Regions from separate parts of the Mus musculus genome. Here region 1 is linked to region 2. A link is a contact called in public HiChIP or PLAC-seq data. All regions are on one chromosome and are shown on one strand. The core of a region is the stretch at or near the end of the contact, and the rest is flanking DNA. Distances in the headings are between cores, read along the strand shown. Region 1 holds the start of Tfdp2 (transcription factor Dp 2). Region 2 overlaps Gk5 (glycerol kinase 5 (putative)).

What was found. HiChIP or PLAC-seq counts read pairs in DNA pulled down with a chosen protein or histone mark.
Region 1: an H3K27ac HiChIP or PLAC-seq map of embryonic stem cells shows a contact between it and region 2, with 13 read pairs. The contact joins the promoter of Tfdp2 here to the enhancer-like site in region 2. A contact is called at or near these places in 7 of 39 promoter capture datasets (the HPC-7 cell line, embryonic stem cells, frontonasal cranial neural crest and 3 more), 2 of 15 datasets of contacts at CTCF or cohesin (CD8 T cells and the NIH/3T3 cell line), 4 of 484 Hi-C or Micro-C datasets (LSK cells, Sertoli cells and embryonic stem cells), 5 of 115 datasets of contacts at active chromatin or transcription factors (the SCID.adh cell line, embryonic stem cells and heart atrium) and 3 of 9 other capture datasets (adipose tissue, liver and pancreatic islet).

What each region holds. Positions count from the first base shown.
Region 1 is chr9:96,193,609-96,198,905 of GRCm38.p6, forward strand. Tfdp2 (transcription factor Dp 2) reads left to right here and starts at 2,667. Exons shown (of 13, transcript NM_001184706.1): 1 at 2,667-2,952.
Region 2 is chr9:96,161,449-96,167,087 of GRCm38.p6, forward strand. The region is part of intron 11 of Gk5 (glycerol kinase 5 (putative)); the gene reads left to right. Among named protein-coding and RNA genes, the nearest start is that of Tfdp2, 32 kb to the right of the region's middle. Within about 2 kb of position 1,968, at least 17 of the 459 cell types and tissues checked have an H3K27ac peak or open chromatin away from gene starts, as enhancers often do. A contact at or near this core is called in the NIH/3T3 cell line and embryonic stem cells, where this site is marked.

The sequences.
Region 1 (5,297 bases), core at 1,417-3,916, 33 kb after region 2:
AGAACTTTGAGTATCTGGCTTCAAAGCCAAGCTGTTCTTCCATGTTCTGAGTTTTTGGCCTGCTGTGAAACCAGTGTTTGCTCTCGCCTTCTGCAGCACACGGTCCTGAGGTCATGGAAATTCACAGCTAGATCAAACCAGGGTATGGAAAATTTGAAACCTTCCACTGTGTATTTTACTTTGGGGCCTTGGAAGATATTGTGGAATGTGGACTTTTAAGTGATCTCTTTCAAAGGCAATGCTAAAGAGTGATAACTGGCTTACTTACTGAACACTGTGTGCGCTGCATATCTCATGCTAACTCTCACAAGAGCATACCAAGCTATATAGTAACTTCATATTGCTCACCTTAGGGTTTAGTTCTTCTTTTGTTGGTTTTTGGTTTATTTTGTTTTATCTTGGTTGTTTTTTCTTTGTGTTTTTGTTTTGTTTTGTTTTGTTTTGTTTTTTGACTTTTTGAGACATGATTCCTTATGTAGCACTGACTTGCCTATTCAATATGTAGACCAGGCTGGCCTGAACCTCACAGAGATCTACATGCCTCTGCCTCCCAAGTGCTGGGACTAAAGGCATGGACCACTGTGACTGGTTCAAATGAAATTTTGTCTTCAAGTTTTCATTTTAGAAAGAAATTAAGGGAATATGGTAAGATGAATCAGAGGGTAAAGCCGTTTGTTTCCAAACCTGAAAACATTATGTTAATCCTCAAGACCCACACAGTAGAAGACAAGCATCAATTCCTGCAAGTTGTCCTTTGATCTCTACACTTTTATATCCCCACCCCCACCCCATTCTAGCATGGGCATGTAGTGTTTAGTTGACAAGTAATGAGATTTTGGGCATTCCTTTCTCCACATTAACCCAAACATTTAATGTGCCAGCCTCTCTTGTGGCTACACATGTTGAGGGGCTTCATAATTTTTCACTACTGGATTGAAGTAAAGACTTATTTCTGTCATGCTGACTTTTTATCCTTAATGCTAGGATTGCTAATTTGTTTGTTTGTTTGTTTGTTTTGAGACAGGGCTTCTCTGTGTATCCTTGGCTGTCCTGGAACCCACTTTGTAGGCTAGGTTGGCCTGAAACTCAGAGGTCTACCTACCTCTGCTTCCCAAGTGCTGGGACTAACGGTGCTCACCACGATTACCTAGCATGCTAAGTATTTATTAAATAAGCTTAACACAATACCTTAACAACGTTTCCTGCGGAAATTAAATAAATCCACATTCACTTGTCAGTGCAAAAGGCAATCATTCAGTTGAGACTTTTGGATTACTGTATGTTTGGAATTTTGGGATTTTACCCATAACAATTGTCTAGAAATAGTCTCCAAATCTTCCAAAGAGAAAGCCAAGGGTGTTTGCTCTTGGCTTCCTCACCTCATTATGCATTTTTTCTGTCTGCTTGCCTTAGTTTCTACCTATGTACATCATCATTTTTTGAGAAAGGATCTCACTGTTATCTATCTATCTATCTATCTATCTATCTATCTATCTATCTAATGTTTTTGAGAAAGGATCTCATGTAGACTCAGTTGGTCTAAACTCCCGACTCTGCCACCCAGACCATGAGCTGACACTCTGGGGCTGGTATTTACATCAATAGCCCCCTCTCAGAGTTGTTTCCCTTATCACACCACTGAATTTTTTTTTAAAGAACTTTAAGAAGCATCTTTCCTACCTCACTGGAACATAAGCTCAATTATGCCAAGAATTTTTGTCTCTTTTGTACACACAGCCCTAGCATCATAAATAGTATTTGGCTCATAGAGCTATGAGGAAATTAAAATGAAAAAGATCAAAGTATTTTAAAGTCGGATTTTCTTATCTTACTTCCAAACGTCCACATTAGCTACAGTTCATACAGGATCCATGCACTTGAAAGGGGGAAACACCTTTTTTTGGAGGGGTGGGGGCAGGGTCAAAGTGTCTAGCCCTGGCTGGCTCAGAACTCACTGTGTTGACTAGGCTGGCCTTAGACTTAAAGAGATATGCTAGTGTCTGCCTCAGGAGTGCTGGGGTTAAAGACATGAGCCACTAAGCCAACCTGAATTTCTTAATAAATGACTGGGTATTTGAGAGTGTGTGCCTCCAACTTTTTCGGTTCAACTTCGAAATTAAGGCATCTGGCCTTAATTTATTGCTACACTTTCCCAGGAATTGAAGCATGACCAACCTCCACAGTGGTCCACGTGTGGCCTCAGGGTCACTTATCCCTCTGCCTTCCGAGTGTTCCTGGAGCAGTGGCCCATCAGAGGTCTATGGTCCAGATGTAAGGACCTAGTTCCGGTTTCTTTCCGAGAGATGGGATGGAAAAGAGAACCATACTTTAGAGCTGAGAGAAGCGAGGTGGTGGGTGGAGGTGAGGAGAGGGGCTGATGTGGTGGAGGGGGAAGGGCGAGCCTGGCTGCCCTCTAGGTGGCAGGGGTCCAGCGGCAGGCAGAGCCTCAGGGCGGCCCCTAGCGGAGAGTGGCTTTGGAGGTCAAAAGACCAGGGCAGGCTCCCGCAAGCCCGCCGCCCACCTCCGCCTCTGGCCCTGGGGGCGAGCCTGGGGGCGGGTTTTGTTTACTCCCTACACGCACTGCGGCCCGGCCAATCCGTGGAGAGCGTCGGCGCGCGTCATGCCAGCCGAGGGCCAATCGGCGCTCACCGTGCTGCTCCGCCGCCAAAGCGAGCGCGGGGGAAGCGGCGCCGCCGCGGCCGTGTCGCTGAGGGCGGACGGCGTCGGGCGCGCTGGGCTGTGCGGCCGTCGCTGCCTGGCACGCGGGGCGCGCCTTGACCCTTCCTGCACTGCAGGCTTCCGACGCGCGCGAAGACCGCGGCTGCGCGGCCGGGAGCTTGCTCCGAGCGGACCTGGCTCTGCCTGAGGAGCGGCGGCTCGCGAAGAAGCGTCTCCCCGGGAGTGGGCCGAGGGCTGTGTGGACCGGCGGCGGCCCCTCTGCACCAAGCTGCGGTAAGGTCCCGGAAAGGGCGCGGGCCTGCGCGCCAGGGGCCTTTGGACCGGGCGTGGCCCCCCGCCGGCCGGCTCTCCCCTGCCCTGTCCCGGGAGTCTCAGCTTGTCCTCAGGATTTCTCTGCAGCGGGGCCAAGCAACCCTGGAATACCTGATGAGGCTCCGGAGCCCGCGGGCTCGCCATCACCCGGGATCAGGAAGGGCAAGGGCTGACTTGGGCTTCTCACTCAGATCTTCTGACTTTCCCTCCTCCCTTCGTGATCCACCATCCTCCAGTCTGTTTCTGCGGGGTGCTTTTGCAGAGTTCCAAAGCTCTCCCTACCTGGAAGACCCCCAGGTTCCCCCAAGAGAACTTTTCCTTTCAAGTAGAGGTTACTTTCTCGGCCCAAGTTCTGGGAGGAATTCTGCACAAGGCCCTGGTTGCTGTGCACAGAGCAGCGGGAAAGTGACTGTGGGCTCCGCCGAGAGGTGGCACAGTGAAGTGCGTGGACACTCACTCGCCCGTGTTCCGGTGCTTTGTGTGGGCTCAGTTTGTTCATCTGTGAGCCACATCTGCCTATGCGAGGACGGGGAGGGTGTTGGGAGAGAGAAAAGGGCTAATCTCCGGAATGCACTTGAAACAAAGCTCACTTCTACTAAATGCATAACGTAACCCTGGATGCTGGAGGAGACTCTGGACCCCATGTTGTTTCACCTTTTCGGCTGAAATCGTTACCAGGCTTGTAGCCTGGCCTAGCAAAATGTTTACTTTGCATTCTTTTTCCATAGCATTCGTTGAAAGTACCTTTGAGCCTTTGGCGACTTCTGTCTTTCCTCCTTTCATCTCAAGGGGCTCCAACCCCTTATCCTGCCTCCTCTAGGCCAGCAGTTCTCAACCTTCCTAATGCTGTGACCTGACCCCAACCATAAAAGCATTTTGTTGCTACTTCATAACTGTAATTTTGCTACTGTTATGAATTGCAATGTAAATATTTAGGTTTTCCGATGGTCTTAGGCAAGAACGACTCCCTTTAGAAAGGGGTCATGACCCACAGGTTAGAAAACACCCCTCTACAGAGCCAGCTGCTGTGTTTCATTTGACTTAGAATTTTTCTGGGTCATTTGTTTTCTGTTCTCCTAATGGTTTGAAGTCATCGTAACTAGGCAGTATGGTTTAAGTCATTAGCCTCTTTTCCACTGTGGCAGAATTCAAAGTTGAGTATAAAATGTTTGTTTTGCATCTTGCCTCTTCCAGTCACTGATTATCTTACGATTTACTAAGGCTTTACCACTATCCCATTGCTGGAATTCATGTAAGTGTCCATTCTCAAATTGCATCAGGAGATAAAGGCGCCGGCCAGACCCCAGGTTCTGTCACGCTTGTGTACTGGCTCTGGGCAGAGTTAGTTTTAGAACATCTTGTGCCTTGGAACTAGTTTAGTGTTATGGCAGATATGGTGTCAGTAGCCAGTGCTGGCATGTGGTTGCAGAGTCAGGAATGCAGCACTTAACATTTGTTAAGAAAGTCCCGAGACTTAGTAAACCCTTCTGTTGCCTTAATTCCAGGCATAGTAAAGTAGTTTTAGTTATTCATATTACTATTTTGTGGCCGTAATTCCCTTCCCTCGCCCCTTGCGAATATGTAGTCCTTGCCGTGTGCAGGTTTTACCCTTGCAGCCAAAATTCTTAACTGACCTCCAGTACGGTTTGAGGGCTGGGGCATCAATAGCGCAGTGGTAGGGTAATTACCTAAACCTAGATTGACGCCCAGCCCCGGAAATATAAAACAGCAGTAACAAGACCTCACTTTGAAATAGGCTGTGCACTCCTTTCTTCATCTTTTAGGTTTACTTTGGTATGTGTCATGATGGCCCTCAGAAGAAACTAGATTGGGGGTTGTAAGGGTTTTAAAGATGATTAACTATAAATTGGGGCTGGCGAGATGGTTCGGTGGGTAAAGGTGCTTGTCTCCAAGTCTGCTGACCTTATCTCTGTCTGTCTCAGGGATCCACAGTGTGGATGGACAGAGCTCATCCTGAACGTTATCCTCTGACTGTTCCACACCTGTGCCCTCCTCCAAACAAACAACCCCCTACACCTCCCCCCAAAACTAAATGTACTTGCTTTTTAATACCTTTCTATCTTAACCTGTGATAACAGGACTTTAAGGATTTCTGAAGGCTAATGAACCCTTAGAAATGGTTTGCAAGATAACTTTTATTTTTATACTTTTAAAAGATTTGTTTGTTTGTTTATTTATTTATTTATTTATTTTTATGTATATTAGAACACTATAGCTGTACAGATGGTTGTGAGCCTTCATGTAGTTGTTGGGAATTGAATTTTTGGACCTCTGCTCACTCTGGT
Region 2 (5,639 bases), core at 718-3,217:
TGGCAGGGTGATCCCCACAGGTTCTGGGATAGCCAGGGCTACATAGAGACCCTGTTATCTATCTTTATTTCAAGTTTCTGTCTTCCTTTTCGCAGTTCTCCGCAAGCCTTTCTGTACTTTCTGCTTTGCTCCCCTGCCACCCCTTCTTCAATGTCTTTATTATCTCAGTCTTAGGAACATTTCACATCTGTAAACCTCATTCTTCAGTTCTAAGTGAGTGGCCAGGGTGTGCCTGGAGCTGCATGTTGGTTGGCACAGGTGACACTCCTGCCCTCTTGGAAGTCCCAGGCTCCAAGAAAGACTTGCATTAATTGTCTGGAATACTATCGAGGGTGCAGTGGTGTGTGTCTTTAGGCATAGCTACCGGAGACAGGAGACTTGCTTTACCTTAGAGGTTCTTTGAGGCTAGCCTAGGTAACATAGCAGTACCTCGTCCTAAGAAAGTCTAAGTCCATCAGGTGAGATGGTACCCACCATCAGATCGGCTCCCTGGAGGGAGGACTCACTATCCTGGGCTACATAATGAGCACCAGACTTGACAGCAGGAAGACCCTGTCTATGACAACAATAGGTAAACTGATGGGCTGGGGATATTATTGTACCACGTTAGAGTGTCCCAAGCATGTTTAAGGCTCGGAGGTTAACCTTCTGCAATAGTTACCTTCCTTCCTAAGTATTTACAAATATTTATTTTATACACATGTCGGAGCTAACTGTTAAGTAGACACAGCAGCAGAAGCGAAGGTTTTCTACAGGAGGGTCAGAAGGCTTCTTTAAAAGTGGTTAGGCTAGCCTGCTCTCAGGAGGCAGAGGCAGGTACATCTCTTGAGTTCAAGGCCAGCCTGGTCTACAGAGAGAGTTCTAGGAAAGCCACACAGAAAAACTCTTGTCTCAGAAACAACGTGGTTGAACTGGATGCTGAATAAAGGATTATGATGCTCCGTCAGGTGAGGAAGGCCTTTGGCTGAGGAGTGGTCCACACACTGAGGACCAGTGTGCAAGGACAGCAGGGGAAAGCATGCCCGAATACACTGGTGGCAGTTCTCGGCTCCACCGCCCTCAGCTGACAAAGGTCAGGGGACATTTTCCTTAGTAGGATCACTCTTAATTGCTTGTCGTGGTTGTGCCTGCCTGCCCCAAGCAATCCCCAGTAGACTGCTTTGTAAGGACACATTCCAGACTGTTTACTTGAAGTAAATGGCTCTGGCTTCTTCCCAGGAGAGATGCAGCGTGCCTCATTAGAGGAGTTGATTTTGTATATGCCTGTGATCTCAGCACATGAGAAGGTGAGGAAAGGTTGCTGTGAGTTCCAGGTCAGCCTGGGTCTCAGTCACACTGTCCTCTAGCTGGGTTTCTGTGGCTGTGATAAAACATGGACCAATACCAGCCTGCAGGGTTAACCTGGCTCACACATCAGGTTGCAGTCAGTCATTGAGGGCAGGTGGGAAGGAACCATGGAGGAAACTGGCCTGTGCCCCATGGCTCCCTCGGCTTACCTGCTTATACAACCCAGGATCCCGCCCACATGTTACATAAAGAAAATGCCCCACAGGCAAGCGCACAGACCAGTCTGATGGAGGCTGACCTTAAACTGAGGTTCCCCTCCCAGATGAGTCTCCTTGTTTCTGTAAGACTATGGCGGGCCCTAGCTTACTGCTGACCCCCTGAGTAAACCATGAAGATCTGAGAATCGATGCAAAAAGCAAGAGGAATTTATTGTCCCAGTGCACTGGGGTCATCCCAGACCCAAAGGAGAGGCGGTGACCCCCAGTGGCCTGTTCTGCGTGGTTTTATATGGCTTCCAGGGGTGGAATAGAGCATCAGCAACTAGGCACAATATGATTGGTGGAACAGTGCGCCCTTTAAACTGATTGGTCTTTAGGGAATGAGGTAGCAGGAGCTTACTCAGCCTCTCTCTTCTGGCCTATGTGCTCTCTGACCTGTCTCTTTTAGGAGAGGAGGGGTCCAGTGGAACTTTTCAAAGGCTGAGCTGACCTCTTCATGTCAAGTTGACAAAAACTAACTAGCAGAGAGATACCCTGACTAAAAATAGATAAGTAAATAAACATTTGTTTAGCTTTTTATTTATTTACTTTTTATGTAAATAAATTGTGTGGCTTTTGCTGGCTTGAAATTCACATTCCTCTTACCTCAACCTCTTGATTCCTGAGAGATTAGTCATGCACCACCATGCCTAGATTATTTTACTGTTTAAATGTGAAGCCTTATCATGGTTCCTCCTCAACAGAGTTATGTAAGCAGGTCATTCACTCTGTCTCCCCTTGCCTTGTGATAATGACCTTACAACTATTGCGTCCCGCTCGACCGGCAAGAAAGACGCAACAAACCAGAATCTTCCGCGGCAAGAGCTTTATTGCTTGCTTCTCAGGAAGATCCCGAACCGGGAAAATGGCGCTGCTTTTATAACCCGCAGCGTGACGTTTCAGCACCTGATATGGCGTGACAGCTTCCGATTCGTTGCTTGCCCATCACCCCACTATTACACCCCGAGAATAGGAGTGACTAGGAGTGAATTCACTCTCGCACCTGCGTACAAGGCTTGTTTACTAGTTAGGCACAGTGGAGGCCCGCGCCATCTTATAATGGCGATTGCTCGCCGCACACACGGCTCTCCTCAGAGATTACTGGCGGCACGCACGCGATTGCTCGAAGCACGTACCGGCTCTCCACATACAACCACACCCACCACACCCCCCCCACAATATCAGACTTGGACCCAAACAGCCCTACTCCCAGTGGAACTTTGCTGGGCTCTCTATTTTATAAACTTACATGTCAGTTGGTAACAAATGTTCTTAATGCTCTCCCATTGGAGATTGTGGGGGGTTGGTTTTCTTCTGCAGTTTAGTGGTACTAGCTTTAGAGTTCTGGAACAATAGTCTCTTTTCTTTCATAATTTAAATGATGTGGTTCAGCCGGGCGTGGTGGCGCACATCTTTAATCCCAGCACTGGGGAGGCAGAGGCAGGCGGATTTCTGAGTTCGAGGCCAGCCTGGTCTACAAAGTGAGTTCCAGGACAGCCAGGACTACACAGAGAAACCCTGTCTCGAAAAACCAAAATAAATAAATGAATGAATGAATGATGTGGTTCTGGGCTGCAGTGTAGCTTCGAGGCAGAGCAGTTGCCTGGCACCAGACCCTGGGCTTAACTCCCAGTGCTGCATAGATAGATAGATAGATAGATAGATAGATAGATAGATAGATAGTGCAAAGATGGATGGATGGGTGGATAGATGGGTAGATAGATAGATGGATGGATGGATAGGTGAATGGTTGGATGGATGAAACTGTGCCATTGTTCAGAGTTTCTTGTGAGAAATGCCCAGGCCACCATCACTGAAGTGTTTGTTCCTCAATAGTAATTTGGCTGTGGTTTGTTTTTTTTTCTGTTGATGCAGGATCCCTTGTATACAGGCTGTCCTGGAACTACCTAGGTAGTGGAGGATGGCCTTGAACTTCTGGTCCTCTGTTTCCATCTCCCAAGTGCTGGGATTACAAGCCTGCACCACCGTGCCTGGGTTATGTGGCGCTGGGGATAGAGTCCAGGGTTTCAGGAGTGTTGGCAAGCTTCCTACCAGCTGAGCCACATTCGTGGGCCCCCAATTTTGTTTTTCCTTTGTTTTTAGTTTTTGGCTTTTAGCTCTGTTGCAGTGTGTCTAAGCATGTATTTCTCTTTGGAATATGTTGAGATTTTTTTATTTGTTTGGAGGGCCTCCGCATCCCTCTCTTCCATCCTTCCTTTCTTTCTCCTTTGCTCCCCTCCATTTTCCTCTCCACCACCACCCCCTTCCTTCTTCTCTCCTTCCTGAGGTAGGTCTCAATCTGTAGCTCAGCTTCCGGCATTCTTTCTGTCTCAGCCTCTCTGCTGCCAAGATCGCATGCATGCACCATTATACTCGAGCGGTGTTATTTGTTGATCATTTTTAACTAGCATATCAGTTATAGAAGCTTGGGATGTAGTTGGACAATAGAGTGTCTTCCTAGTAGTAAGGCTCTGGGTTAGACCCACAACTCCTCAAAAACATCATAAAGATCATATGTATTAGCAGGGCCTGGTGACATATATCAGTAATCCTGATTCTTGGGAGTTCAAGGCCATCCCTGAGTATAGAGGGCTAGAGACCAGCTTAGGCTACGTGAGACCCCATCTATAAATATAAAGAAGCCTTCTGTCTTAAAACGGTGCTGTGTGTGTTTCAGTTCATGTGCTGAGGCCTGTAACATTTGCTCCAGGGACACATATCTGTCACCTCAAACACTTGACACTTATTTATGGTCCAGCTTCTGCACTATGGCCCTGGTACAGTTTTCTGCACTTATCCTACTGAGCAATAGCTTTTGATTTGGGGTGCTAGGGGTTCAATCCAGGGCCTTGTACATGAACCCCTGAATGTATAGGGGTTTTTTCTTTCTTTTACTGTTGGAGTTTAAAGTAACTTATTTTTCAAGGAGTGGTTTCTCTGACCTTTACTCTACTTCTGTGGCTCAAACAAGAGGACCCCGCCGTCGTATTTTCCCATAGACCCGGGAACTCTGTTTCTTGTCTGCTTCTTCAGTTCTTTTCCTCGTGCTCAGGGTAACTTCTGTCATGCTGTCTCCAGTTTTTCCAGTTTCTCCTGTTGTTTCCATTTCTTTTGAGTCAATCCAAATGAGTTCATATTTTTATTATACTTTTTGTTTCTAAAGTCCTCAGTCAGCTGTCTTCATATATTCTATTTTCTTTTTTTTTTAATTGAGAAAGGATTTTTTTAAGATTTATTTATTTATGTATATGAGTAAACATTGCTCTCTTTAGACACACCAGAAGAGGGCATCAGACCTCCCATCACAGATGGTTTTGAGCCACCATGTGGTTGCTGGGAATTAAACTCAGGACCTCTGGAAGAACAGTCAGTACTCTTAAGCACTGAGCCATCTCTGCAGCCCCAAAGGATTTTTGTTAAATATTTATTTTTATTTTATGTGTATGCTTGCAACATATACTTGGGCCCCTCAGTAGCCAGAAAAAGGCATCAGATCCCCTTGAGCTGGAATTATAGCCAGTTGTGAGCTGTCATGTGGGAGCTGGGAATTGAACCCGCATCCACCAGAAAAGCAGCCAGTGGGGTGTTTGTTTATTTGTTTGTTTTGTTTGTTTGTTGATTTTTCAAGACAGGGTTTCTCTGTCTAGTGGTGGCTGTCCTGAAACTCACTTTGTAGGTCAGGCTGACTTCTGATTCAAAAAGATCTGCATATATCCCTGTGCTGGGGGATTAAAGGCGCCTGTCACCACCCCCTGCCGCAGCCACTGCTCTTAGTGCAGCTCTGTCCCTCCTCTGTTCCTTTGCTAGGCTCCTGCCTTTGGTTTTAAGTCTGAGAAGCAGACCGTGGCTGTTTGTTGTTTTCAAGTTTTTCTCTGATCTTAATGTCTGAGGTATCTTGGGCTTTATAAATACCTATTCTCTTGCAAAGGATTAAGAAAATTAACCAATTTTAAGGTGTTTCTGACATTAGGCTATTTATGAGACTCCTGTTTAAATCCTCTGGGGAATTTTGATATTGTAAGTTTTTCTTTCTTATATTAATGTCTTATTTATTTTCTGCTTACGAATGCTTTGCCTGTGCCCACAGAGGTCAGA